Linked DNA regions of Sus scrofa: region 1 is linked to region 2. Evidence: chromatin contacts called from public Hi-C data. All regions are on one chromosome and are shown on one strand. The core of a region is the stretch at or near the end of the contact, and the rest is flanking DNA. Distances in the headings are between cores, read along the strand shown. Region 1 holds the start of FAM162B (protein FAM162B). Region 2 overlaps ROS1 (proto-oncogene tyrosine-protein kinase ROS).

Region 1 (6,971 bases), core at 3,166-5,665, 400 kb before region 2:
AGGATGAAGAAATTAAGACTGGAGAAATGAAGACTCCACAAAGATGTGTCAGATACCTCAATGTTTGTGGGTCTGCTCTTCAAGTAAAAAGTGTTTCACAGCTGAAATAATATGAGGAAACAAGAGGGAAAATCAGAGCGTTAATTTGCTTGTAGCTTCCCTCTAGAAACCACACACTGGTGATGCCAAGGAAAGGGTTCATACACAGGATACAGGCAAACTGGTCTGCCTTGCTCACCACTTCCAACTTTGCATCTCTATTTCATGATTCTGTGCAACAGCTAATTGAGTTCATGATTTAAGGAATGATCTAGTTTGGATAACTTTCATACAACGAAGTTCTTGCACAGATTTTAACTAGGTTATAAACTGTCATTTTTTTTTTTTTTGGTTTGTTTTTGCTTATCTAAAAATGGAAACAAGTTTCTGTCCCTCCTGTCCATATAGTTAATTTGTTGATTCAAATTTTCATGAATGATTTTGTTGCCAGCATGATAGACATATGTGGTGCCTCAAAGTGTCTGAGATGAAGCCCTTCTTACACTGAAAGAAGAGCAATAAGCCCCCAAAGGAGAATAAAGCTCCTAATCTTTATTAAAATTCACAAGTCTAGCTTTACTTTAAAGAGGTACTCACCCTTTTGGCTGATGCTATCACTGCAAAACAGGCGATAATTGTCAGTCCAATCATTATGTAACAGGCTTTCACTCGTGCTTTGTTTCTTGCAGCATCTATCATTTCTGGCCTAAACCAAGATGTGTATTCTATTAATGACACTAAAGCAATATGCTTTACCACCTGGCATAACAGACAATGATGTCTTATGAAAATATTCCAAACATCTTCTTGAATGAAATGGCAGATGTGAAAGACTTCCAAATGCTAGCACATTATCTTACCAATTGCAAATTAAGAGGTATTTATTCAGGTCCTAATTACTGTCAGGCGCTATGAAACCACGGTGCAGTATATTTAGTTTCTAACTGTTCAAAATATAACTGCTAGAGATTACAACCTGACTCTCCATTATTTTTGTTTCAATCATTGGGATAAAAGGAAGACACACGCCTATGTGTGTCTATGACTCCCGTTCATTTGGCCCCTGTCTTAAGTGGGCTTTGTTGTCAGTTTTAAACAAGTTGCTTTTTAAAACTCATTTTCATCATTTTGCCTTTTCACTGGTCTCCAAATCTCTTCTTGCCCCTTCCCATCCTACTTCCATTAAACAGACTATTAAACATTTTGTGAAAATGATTCATACTGCTATGATACATTTCATTATATATTTCATGAGAATGTCTGTTAGAGAAAAGGTGTTTCCTTCATGGCTTTTGCATGAAGTTTTCAAAAGAAGTGATCAAAATCACAGTAATTTCTTGAAGAAAAGATAAACACACCTTTGTTTTCTTATTATAATTCTGATATTTTAATATGATTACTTGAATACTGCATAACCTTATTTATTAATAAAGTTATATGCTAGTTGTCTAAGATTTTAGCAAAGCAGTGTTACAAAAGTAAACATGCTTGTGGGCCTTTTTTCCTGAAGTAAACTTTAACAATTTGCAGTAATATGAAATGATAGTTTATAAATACACATAATTGAAGAATGATTTTTGAGAATGTATTCAGTGGTATTCTTTCTTCTCTATGTCAAGTATAAATAAAATGTACTTACATGAAAAAAGAATTTCAGAAAGATAATTTGCAATTCCTCTCAAAAACAAACAAAAAAAAATTCTTTTAACTTTCACCAGTGAAAAGAACACAGAAATCAATATCTAGCTTGTTTTCCTCAGGTTTTAGGCAGATTAATGTAAATCTTAAGAAATTAGTTGTAAACAGGTGAATGTTAGGATTTTATTAGATTATACTTGTTATGACTTTTGTTCCAGATGGAAACTAAAAGATCTGATCTTTTTTACCCATCCATTTGGCTTTGATCTGCTATGCCAAATTAGTTTAACACTGAAAAGAAAAGTGCAGTTATTATTAAATATCATTAGTGTATGGTACGAAAATTATAGGTTACTTGTTATTATGTCCATTAAGAACATAAAAGTGAAAGCCGTTTACATTGTAAATCTAACACAGCTTAGGAGGCATATCTGTCTTAAACAGCAATGCTTTTTAACAAATTATAGAAAATTAAAATAAAAAATATTCTAATACTTTTCATGTTCCCAACCAAAAACTGCAACACTTTTCGTAGGCACCTTGTTATTACATTCTGTTTATAATATTTCTTTTGACAGTGATCCTGGGGAAATTATTTCTGTAATGTGGATCTCTACATATACAACTACAGTAATGCAATATTGTCCCTTGACAAGCATTAATTTACAATAATGCAGGTTCTTTAAATTCTGGATTATTCAGTTGCAGCACTAGAACTCAAAATCAAAAAATACTAAGAATGGTGTTTTAAGCTTCTCTGTGGCTAATTTCTGTTTGGGGCTACGTCTGTAGTTTAGAGGCTATTATAGCTCTCCAGGAAAACAAAATATGCTTTATAAAATATTACCAAATAACATCTTGGTTGAATAAATGCTGAAAAGAGATTTCAAATTCTATTTTATTTCAAATTCTATGTCCATTTCTCATCAAATAATTTGATAAAAAAAGAAATTAAAATTTTGAGCATTCATTATTGAATGAACATTTCCCACCAGTATTTCTTCCATTTATTTGAGATGCTTTTGGTAACCAATAAATTAATAATCAATAAAAGTGTGGACAATATGCACAGAACAAGATGTAGTCCCCCATGTCCATTATCCAGTCTATCAGGCATTGATTACCTCATATAAATCTATTTGAACATTTAAAATTCTTATTTGATATAATTCTAGCCTCCTTGTTTTTTAAGATTAGTTTAAAAAGTAGTAGAGTAATTTTATTCTTAGTTTCCTTCCTTCCCCTTTTTAAACACTCCCTTGAAAAGTGCTGGGAAGATTTTTGGACTTTGCATAAACTGAAGCTATAGGAATATTGTTTTTACCGGTTATATTTACTTTTTTTTTTTTTTTTTTTTTTTAAATTTAGCATTAGCAGAAAGGAGCTGAAGTTGGCAGCTTGAGTTTTATCAAGCGAACCTCTGTCTTCGGTTTGGGATGGGGGAAGTGGCCAGAGACGCTGATGCATAGTGAGTCCTAGTCCAAGAATCCCGGGCTCAGAGGGCTGCAGAACCGCGTATACCAGGCATCTCCCTCTCCAGGAGTGGATGTGGCTTCTTCCCAGAGACTCTCCAGCCACCCCACGAGCCATGATTACTCCTTGGGTGCAGCAGGAAGCCGCCGCCCTGAACAGAGCCCCTCTTTCTCTGTTGTCCCCGCAGCCCCTTGGGTGCTCGAGAGGACAACGGTGCCTTCGGTTAGGCCTAAGTACTCCTCTGTCTCACCACCTGGAGCTCGCTAGGGGCGGGTATCCGGGCGCCATGGAAGTGCCCATTGAACTTCAGGGTTTTCACTCAACTCCAACAATCCCCTTTTCCGCTTAGTTTAGTTCCCAGACTAGTCAGGAAGCTTGGCATTTAACCGTACTAGGGGGCCGTAGACAAATTCCTTAAGGTGGAAGGTATTGCTAGGAAGACCTGCTTGGCTCCGCGGCCGCCTTCGTTCTAGGTCGAGAGGTGAGTGGATAGACCCTCCAACCCCAGCGCCCTCCCCGGCGCACGCACCCGGGGCCAGGCACAGGCTACACTTACGGGATCCTAGGGGGATCTCTTCCATCGCTTTGAAACGTCCGGTCCACAGCAAGATCTTCTTGTCGAATTGCGACGGCTTATGCTCGGCGGGGACCCTGTGGACCCTCCCTGCTGCGAAAGCGACAGGCTTGGTGTTGGTCGGAAGAACCGACAGACCGACGGCACAGAGAATCACCCCTCAATCCCCTAGCCGCGGCTCCTCGCCCGCCCCTCCTCGGACCCCTCGCTCCCAGGCCATTTCCAGCCCCCACTCACCGGAACCCTGAGGCTCCGAGCCGCCCGGGGCCCCGCCACTGGAGTACTGAGGAAGACCCCGGGGCCGGAGAGATGCTACCGGCCGCCTCGAGGTTTCTGGCGGTGCTCCCGGGGCGCAGCGGGGGATGCACCCCGAGCGGAGGCGCAGGAGGCTCCCGACCGCGGCGAGCATGATGCGCCTTGTTCCCGCGCCCGCGGCGAGCCGGAGCCCGCGCTTGAGCTCCGGGGGCCCCCTGCCCCTCCCCACTTCGCGTCGCTCCCGGGGGAGCCCCAAGCGCGCAGCTGGAGTCCGACGTGCCCACCCTCGGCTCCCGGACCCGCCCCCTGCCGGCGACCCGAGACCGGGACATCGCGACCCCAGGGCTGAGTCCTTCGCCTGGTAGGACTCAGGGAGCGGCCTGCCTCTGCTGGACTACTTTCCTCCGAGACGGCTCCGTGCGGCTGGTTTTAAGGGCATTTCTTACTCTTGAGTAGAAACGTGTTTTCATCGGGCTTTCGCCCTTTGGTTCCACTGTTCCCTGCCCAAGGGAATAAATCTCCCTCCTCTTCTCCAGGGAAAGCCAACAGTCGCTCCAAATGTTTACCAAGTAAGTGTAAGGACTTTGTCAAAAGACTTCTGATTTTCCCATGAGGACGTATTTTGAAGTTAGCGCCTCACCCCGCCCTCCACTCCCATACTTTTATCGTTTCTGGGCAAAACAACGGCAACTGCTTTTTGTTACCTCTTCATGTCTTAGACCAGAAAGTCCCCAAACTCCCTGTCAAAGGAGCTTTTCTTCTACTTTCCACCATCTTCCCTCTCAAAAAGAGGGCAGAATCCACTATTCTCTGGGATTTAAATGAGAGCAGGGACTCAGAGAAGGCAGAGAAGGGCTCTTAGGAAAGCTAAGTGGAAGGAACTTACTTTTTCTACCTACTCATAGTCCGGGGAAGACAGATCTCAGCCAAGTGGAAGCGCCCTTAAGAACCCAGCCCCAGGCCCAGCCCATCCTCCCCTTGACTGTCTCTGAGGTTCTTCCCCTGCCCAGACACTAACTTACTTTTAGTTGGATTTTCAGGTGTTTCTTTTCTCCCTAACTAGACTTTAGGCACTTGAAGGCAAGATCTCTGTCTTTCACATAATGGTATTTAACAAAAGAACACAGATGCATAACTCTGTAAAGAAATACGCATTTACAGGAGTGATTTTAGAAAGAATGTTAGCTTTGCCTTCATTCAACTTTAAACCCCTGATTTGTGACTTAAGGGTTACACAGTTATGAGGAGATCATTTTGGGGAGCCACACCCACAGCGTTCAGAAGTTCCTGGGCCTCACCATAGCAGCAACCCAAGCCACAGCAGTGACAATGCCTGATCCTTAACCTGCTGAGCCACCAGGGAACTCCCTATGAGCAAATCATTCAAGTCATCAATCTTGGCCTCATTTGTAAAATGAGAATTCCTGCCTCTCAAGTTCATTCCTGCAACCACTACAAAACAAACAAAACCCATACTGTATACACCAGCTACTTCTCAGAGCTGGACATGGAGCTGTGAACAATGCCAAGTGGGGGTTAGTAGATGAAGCAAAAAAAGCAAGATGAAACAAAGTAAGTAGGCATGAGGTGGAAGGATGGTTAGGGATACCCCTCCAAATGTGCCTGGCACATAATAACACTTCAAAGATGTTCTTTCCCTTCACATTGTTTAACTAGTCTGGAAACAGGGGCATTTTAATTCAAGAAATCTCCTGTAGGGAACTTTAGGAAGCTATGAGCTCCCCAAGGGTCAAAATTGTCTTATTCAGCACTGTATCCCCAGGATGTAGCTGAAACATTGGCACTTAGTACATAACTTGATTTTAATCTGTCAAATGAATGAATAAATGAATGCAAATCTTCAATAATAAAATAGACTACATCTGGGCAAGTTTAAGGAAAGACTGAATACTTGAGGACATGCTACATGATGAAGGTAATGAATTCATACCTGACAGTGTTGCCATAAATAATATTTGATGGTTGCAGGAATATGCTACTTGAATAATTCTCCCATTATTCAAATGTGTTGTTTTTTTCTTTTAATATTTTCTTTTTCTTCACGTCACTGAGAAGAAAGATCCATAGAGTGAGAGAAAAACATTTCTGGGAAACAACCAATTGTTAATAGTTCATTAAAGTTCACCAAGGCTTATTAAACTAGTTTGGCGAAATAAGTTTATTTCCCTGGAGAGAAGAGAACCAAACGTCAGACATCTACGCATGATTTTCTATTTCAAGCTTCTCTATCATTGAGGAACCACAGGGCAAGAGAACCATGGCTTATGTCATGAGAGAAAGAACAGTTTGCATTCTATTCTCTCTTCCTGATGGGATTAAAATGTCATTATCTGGCAGTGTTCTACATTTAAAAAAATTACAGCTGCACAAGTGATGCTTTCTTTAGCTCTAGAATTGGAACAACCACCAAAAACAAACAAAAGAAAAGAAAAAAACCCTTCAAGTCAACTCCTAATCGAAAGAAAAGCTAATTATATTCCTTTCTGTTTTTCTTTTAAACCAGAACAGCTCATTTACTCATTCAGCATATGTTCACTGAGTGTTTCCTATGTGCTGGGTACTGTTCAGGACTCTGAGATTACAACATAACAGGTAAGCATACAAAAATCTTTTCTCCTCACTGAGCTCATTACTAACGGTGGTTTCAGGCTACCAGTTCTGTACTATATTGTTTTTCACTCCAGTGTTTCATATAATTTGCATATACTGTTTTCACTTTGGTTCCTTCAAGTCTTGTTTTGATTTGTATGGTTTACATCCCCATTTCCTACAGGTTAATTTACTTCTTCCTTAAGATATATTGTTATAACTAGGAATAAATTTTAAATAAAGCTATGAGATAGATTAAAGGGAAAGTGTGGGTGATTTTTTATTTTTCAAAAACTCACTGTAGGCTATTCTATGCTCAGCACGGGGCTAAGGCAGGAAATCCAAAGATTGCTGTAGTCTGGCTGGGATGATATTCCCTCAT
Region 2 (6,951 bases), core at 2,094-4,593:
ACAGTCTTTGCAGCAAGTATTGCTGGGAAACCTGGACAGCTGCATGCAAATCAATGAAACTAGAACGCACCCCCTCACACCATGCACCGAAATAAACTCAAAATGGCTGAAAGACTTAAATATAAGACAAGACACCATCAAGCTCCTGGAAGAGAACACAGGCAAAACATGCGCTGACATCAACCTTACAAATGTTTTCTCAGGTCAGTCTCCCAAAGCAACAGAAAATAAAAGCAAAAATAAACCGATGGGACCTCATCAAGCTGACAAGCTTTTGCACAGCAAAGGAAACCAAAAAGAAAACAAAAAGACAACTTACAGAATGGGACAAAATACTTTCAAATGATGCAACTGACAAGGGCTTAAGCTCTAGAATATACAAACAGCTTATACAACTCGACAGCAAAAAAGCCAACAACCCCATTGAAAAAAATGAGCAAAACACCCGAATAGACATTTCTCCAAGGCAGATGTACAGATGGCCGACAAGCACATGAAAAAATGCTCAACATCCCTGATTACTAGAGAAATGGAAATCAAAACCACCATGAGATACCACCTCACACCAGTCAGAATGGCCATCATTAATAAGTCCACAAAGAACAAATGCCCAAGGGGGTGTGGAGAAAAGGGAAGCCTCCGGCACCGTTGGTGGGAATGGAAGCTGGTACCACCACTGTGGAGAACAGTATGGAGGTACCTTAGGAAACTATACATAGAACTACCATATGACCCAGCAATCCCACTCTTGGGCATATATCCAGACACAACTTTCCTTGAAAAAGACACGTGCACCTGCATGTTCATTGCAGCTCTGTTCACAACGGCCAAGACATGGAAACAACCCAAATGTCCATTGACAGATGATTGGATTGGGAAGATGTGGCATATATACACAACGGAATACTACTCAGCCATAAAAAAGAACAAAATAATGGCATTTGCAGCAACATGGATGGAACTAGAGTCTCTCATACTGAGTGAAGTAAGTCAGAAAGACAAAGACAAATACCATATGATATCAGTTCTATCTGGAATCTAATATATGGCACAAATGAACCTTTCCATAGAAAAGAAAATCATGGACCTGGAGAATAGACTTGTGGTTGCTAAGGGGGAGGGGGAGGGGGAGTGAGTGGGGTGGATGGGGTGCTTGGTGTTAACAGATGCAGTTTATTGCCTTTGGAATGGATTAGCAATGAGATCCTACTGTGTAGCACTGGGAACTATGTCTGGTCACTTATGATGGAGCATGATAATGTGAGAAAAAAGAATGTATACATGTATGTGTAACTGGGTCACCATGCTATACAGTAGAAAAAAAATTGTATTGGGGAAATAATAATTTAAAAGGAAAAGAAGAGAAAAAAAAAAAGAAAGTCATGAGGACTGAACTAGGTAGTCCCTGTCTGCTGTCCCTCTCCCAAACTTTGAGAAGTGGGGTGGGTGACAATGAGACATGTTCCTTCCATGGATGGACCAAGCAGGCCTGCCATAGTGATGAGTCAGGCCCCGAGGGTCCTCCTCTGCCTAACTGGGGATATGTGACTCATCAAGGCACCTGTCTGGGTCTCTAGCTTCTCATCAGTAAAATGAGAGGCTAGAGTCATCACCTCTAAGGTCCGTCCTCATTTCACTTCTTTGATCTGGAAAAAATCTTTGCATCCTTCCCCTTGACTTCACACTGAACTGCATCAGGCTGACTTAAATGGATGTCCAAAAAGAAATGATCCTTCACTTTCTCCTATTTAAAACTTAATTTTTTATGAAATGACCATTTTTCAAATTGGCAACAAATCTTCATAAACATGCTCAATGGGAAAAGTCCAATTAAACTTTTGGACTTAACTCAGTATTCACTGTTTTGTATTTGTCATAGTTTTTATCTAAAAAGTACAAGATTACCAAAAATAGGAGTTCCCATCATGGCTCAGTGATTAACGAACCCGACTAGCAGCCATGAGGACGCAGGTTCGATCCCTGGACTCACTCAGTGGGTTAAGGATCTGGCATTGCCGTGAGCTGTGGTGTAGGAGGCAGACGAAACTCAGATCCCGCATTGCTATGGCTGAGGTGTAGGCAAGCAGCTGTAGCTCCAATTCGACCCCTAGACTGGAAACCTCCATGTGCCTCGGGTGCGGCCCTAAAAAAAAAAAAAAACCAAAAAGATTACCAAAAATATTTTATTTCGTAAAATTTTAAAACATCCTGGAGAGCAACTTCAGTTTTAAAGAAATATGAAGCCAGGACTATACTGATTTTTTTTTTTTAAGTTCCTTCTGGACAAAACACTCCCAACCAATCTTTACAAATGTGGATATGCAAATATATAATAGTGAAAAAGGAAATGTCACAATTATAAAAACTTAATAGTCTATTAAGTGTATCAGTATAAAAATCAATGTAGACTTTCCTGGAAATGAATTCATTAATTGATGCATAAATTTAATAGGTATTTTCACAATGGTTAAACCATAAAGATTTTTGGATGAATAACCATTTAAAGTTTACGATCAATATCAAACTAGTATAGGATAAACTGGCTTTATATTTTATTTCTCTCCTGTTGCCATATTACCTTTAAATGGTTGAAAGAACATTTCTAAACAATACTAAGTTTATATTTATTCACTTCTTTCATTTTTTTCATAGAAAACACCAAATTGTTATGGACTTTAAACTAGAGGACCAAGCTGATAACATCTAAAGTAAGTAAAATATTATGAAACCAGTGAACCATAACTTATATCCTACTTATGGAAACTTTTAAGAGCAATTTAATCTCTCCGATAATTTTTTCCATCAGAAATTAATTAGTCTAGATGGCTTACTGCTTCTATCTGGAAAACCTGAATTGATGAATGCTGACAACTATATTGCTCATTTATACAATTGAATGCCCTAGAGATATTTTTTTAAAGGCCTTCTGATTTATTCTATAGCATAAAACAAAGATTTGCATTAAAAGTGTATGGTGAGGAGTTTCCATTAATGGCTTAGCGGGTTAAGAACCTGACATAGTATCCGTGAGGTTGCAGGTCCAATCCCTAGCCTCACTCAGTGGGTTAAGGATCTGGTGTTGCCACAAGGTGCGGTGTAGGTTGTAGATGTGGCTCAGATCTGGTGTTGCTGTGCCTGTGCTTGTGGCCTTAGCTGCAGCTCTGATTCGAACCCTAGCCTGGGATCTTCCATTTGCCTTGGGTGCATCCATTTAAAAAAAAATAAGTGTATGGTGAGATGTACCTTTTGGAGTTCAAACCAGAAGCTGATGAGGTTAACATTAGATGGAGCCTTCCAACCTAGTTGCAAACTCGTGTTCTCTGGAGCCAAGGCATAAGGTTTCTCTGGTGTGTCAAACGTTTCAACAGTGACAGGCTGACTCTCTGCACACCACATTTCCTCAGCATGGCAGGCCAGAACCTTTTCGTTAAAAAAAACAAAAACAAACAAACAAAAAAAACTGCTTAACCTTTCTTGAACCTTGCACTTGAGAATGGCAATGAAAGTACCCAATACACTCACCGTACCTTTAACACATAAAGTTTTCCACCAGACAGTCTAGTAACAAGGAGAGAGAGCCTTCCATTTGGATATTCACTTGGCCTGAGTGGAGTCTCGGGAACTGAAGCCAGGTGCGAGATTGCCACCTGATAGCGGACCAACTCTTTAGGTCCGTTTGGCTTGTGAGATTCTCTCCAGGATATAACAAGGCTGGTGTCTGACTGCACAGTTGTGTTAATGAGCTCAACTGCCTCTGGTACTGAAATAAATAGCAACGCACAATAAGTGATGTTGCAACAGCACTGAAAGATGGAAAGAAGTAATGGAGTCTTGGTTGAGGAATAAGCATATCATGTGAGCAGAATGAATGACAGATGTTCTGAAGGAAAGCCAGCCTCTTATGTAACACTAAGTTAACAGACTGCCTGAAAGGCTCTTGCTTATTTTTGCCTAATAACTGAATCATTCTCTGACTCCAGCTCAAGGATATGGCCAATGATGATGAGTAACCTAATTCAAGTGAGTTTTGTGAATGCCATCAGCAACCTGTGAAAGAAATGACATCCACTCATAATAACCTCCACCTCTTAAAACACCTTTATAGATTCTAGATCCATTTTCTCTAAGGCAATGATGTTATATTACTTTATATCTCAGTCGCCACGGTAAAATTCTCAAAGAAAAAAGAATTGGCTTTCCTAGGTCTCACCACATGGACAGAGACTGATAAATACACAGGAAGAGAGTGACACTCTGTGGTGAGTCCAAAGAATGTGTTTCCAGTCACCCAGAATTGATCATGTTTTGCCTTATGGTTGCTTTTTCATTTTGGTGGGATATTATCCATCATCTTCTGGTGTTAGGATAAGGATTATGCCATCAGACTATTCCACAAGTACATTTTTCTTTTAAGCTTTAAAATCTCACATAAAGATTACTTAGCATCCAGATAAAAACTAATGGAGGCATACACATCACAAGTATTGCAAAATTCCGCTCTAGAAACCCACACCACGCACATAACTCACCTCCACTTTTAGTTTTTCCCCAAATCTCTTTTCCCAGAGGTAATTGTTCCAAAGGATCTGAATAATAATTCTTTACAGCTATCTGTATCATATATGTTGAAAATGGTTGTAAACCTTCAATAAGGGCTATACTCTCCTGAAATTCCTGTAATTAATTTAAAAAAAAATCAATGTCTGATTCTGATTTTTTGCACAAATGAGAATTTAATTAAAGAGAGAAAAAAACTAAAATACTCAAAAAGTTAATTAATTTTTCAGTCTTGCATCATAGTGACAATGTTCACTGTCCTAGTCTGCCCAGACCTGAGTGGTTTAATGTCTCCAGGAATAAATGCCAAATGATTGGCCACCCTCAGTTAATTCTGTGACATAGTCATTTCACGTAGAAAGCAAAATTCCCAGAGGAAGACACTATCTCATTAGCAGCACATTAGAAATTCAGCAAGAAGGTATTAAAACGATGTGACATAAGTGAACATGATAAAAGATGAAGCTACCTTGATCATTCTTAGAAATAAAGTTTAAGAAACTAAAAAGGCTTTCCTTAGACCAGTGGTTCTCAACTTTGGAATCATCTGGGACATTTTAAGAAAATACTGACGCCTGGGTCCCACCCTCAGAGATTCTGATTGTACTGGTCTGACGGGAAGTATGCGCTCAGATATTTTAAAAGCTTCAATGTGCCAAGGTTGAGAACCACTCACTGCCTTTGACTATATTAATCAGTGTGAAGACAGTAAGATAGGTTAGCTCTATTAAGAGAAATGTCCAATGCAGCAGCCCTATCTTGGTCAGCCAAATGACCCAATCTGTCTCTGAAACAACTCCCCTTAGAAATGTGTAAATAAAGATTAAAATGGACAAAATTTTATAATAAATAAATAAATATCTTTTTTAAAAAAATAGTTAAAGGAAGTAACAAGAACTAGGTGTACTTCCTGGCAAAATATATAGTACTTAATGTCCAAAAGATGAGAGTCAATTTCACCTCTTAACTTGATTAAATAATAAGCACAAAGAAATGTACTGGATACATATGATCTCATCACAAGAATAACTGGAACACCAGTGCTAATAATGGAATGAGTTGTGTCCATTCATTCATTCAAAAAATATCTAGTGAATACCTACACAAGGATGCTAAGAACTGTGCTAGATGCTAGGAAAACAATGATGAATAAAAACAGACATAGTCCCTGCATAATAGGACACTTCACAACATATAGAAAATAAACAAAATACATTGTACAATTTCTATATTAGCTATATGCTGCTGAGGAGAGGTATACAATAATGTCCTGTCTAATTCACTTCTTGCCCCCTCAGTATGTCGGAGAGGCCACAAAAACTGTTTCTATCACTTCCTGGGGATAATTAGATAATCACAGAGGGCAGCAAACTTGGATCTTTCAGGACACTCAGGAAACAGTTACTATAAGGCAATCTATCGAGTGGTTAGAGTTAATACACTTCCTTGAAGCTTAACTTACTCTAGACAAGAGGACTAGAATACAGGATGTTTTGATAAATCAGCTGTAAAAGTTTGCACAAGAGCGTGTTTCAGAACATAATACAGAAAATAAAGTGGCTGAGAATTTTATAGTCAAAAAAGGGCATCCTGTGAAAAGACAAAGACAATCGGCTCCAATCTTACCAGCATTCTATCTTTCAGTCTAGAGCTGTTTTTCTTGCCATCGACTTCTTTGTAATAAACCAGGTATGTAGGAGTGGGGCTGGTGATGCCATCCCACGTGAGATTTGTCCTGGCAGGTGGCAGTCTGATTGTGAGGCTGGTGTTAGTGGTGTTGAGTATAGTTGGCTCTGAAATATCTGAAGCTAGAGACAGATATGCTCTATCTAAAATAATAATGAAAAAGATTAAACATATCACACAAGAGAAACAGCAGATTTATCTAACATCAAGGGTAATAACATCTTTTAGTTATATTTAATTGATAAGGTGTGATATATCAGAGTGTTTAAAATTTGTTCAAAACAGGAACACAGTTTTGGTCTTTTCGTTTTTTTTTTCTTCTACATTTTGAAGATGCTAAGTGCCTCAGAAAAAAAGCAAAGTAACTGGTAATTCTCAAAATTTCCGGCAGATGGAGCTAAAGTTCCCCTTACTAACATACCTAGACCGTAGCAAAATAAGTTGGTCTTTTTTTATCTTGAAGAAAGTAATGAGAGCATTATATCAATCATATTTTTAATGAATTCCAATTATTAAAAATGATGCTATATTTAGGACTTTTATTTTTAGGGACACGCATATGTATTCAATTTCAAACAGATAGTGCGTGGACCTTTTAAATCTCTTCAGTGAATTGTTTTACCGAAAGATACGCTCTGCTTATTTTTAAATTCTTTTTTTTATAATGTATTTTATAACCGAACACATTTAATCAAAGAGAGTTTGTTC

Evidence for each region. Hi-C and Micro-C count contacts between places; a contact is called where the count stands out from the background.
Region 1: a contact with region 2 is called in a Hi-C map of skeletal muscle, with 8 times the contacts expected there. The contact joins the promoter of FAM162B here to the enhancer-like site in region 2. A contact is called at or near these places in 5 of 47 Hi-C or Micro-C datasets (embryonic fibroblasts, epiblast stem cells, fetal skeletal muscle and 1 more).

Annotation. Positions count from the first base shown.
Region 1 is chr1:44,887,026-44,893,996 of Sscrofa11.1, reverse strand. It overlaps FAM162B (protein FAM162B), which reads right to left and starts at 4,415. Exons shown (of 5, transcript XM_005654391.3): 1 at 3,962-4,415; 2 at 3,725-3,814; 3 at 3,707-3,722; 4 at 637-745. The coding sequence starts at 4,133. LOC110260274 (a long non-coding RNA gene) reads left to right here and starts at 4,414. Exons shown (of 3, transcript XR_002343261.1): 1 at 4,414-4,548; 2 at 6,504-6,592.
Region 2 is chr1:44,481,058-44,488,008 of Sscrofa11.1, reverse strand. ROS1 (proto-oncogene tyrosine-protein kinase ROS) reads right to left here. Exons shown (of 44, transcript XM_021089102.1): 28 at 6,184-6,386; 29 at 4,530-4,674; 30 at 3,528-3,760; 31 at 3,244-3,420. Among named protein-coding and RNA genes, the nearest start is that of VGLL2, 73 kb to the left of the region's middle. Within about 2 kb of position 3,343, at least 1 of the 83 cell types and tissues checked has an H3K27ac peak or open chromatin away from gene starts, as enhancers often do. A contact at or near this core is called in skeletal muscle, where this site is marked.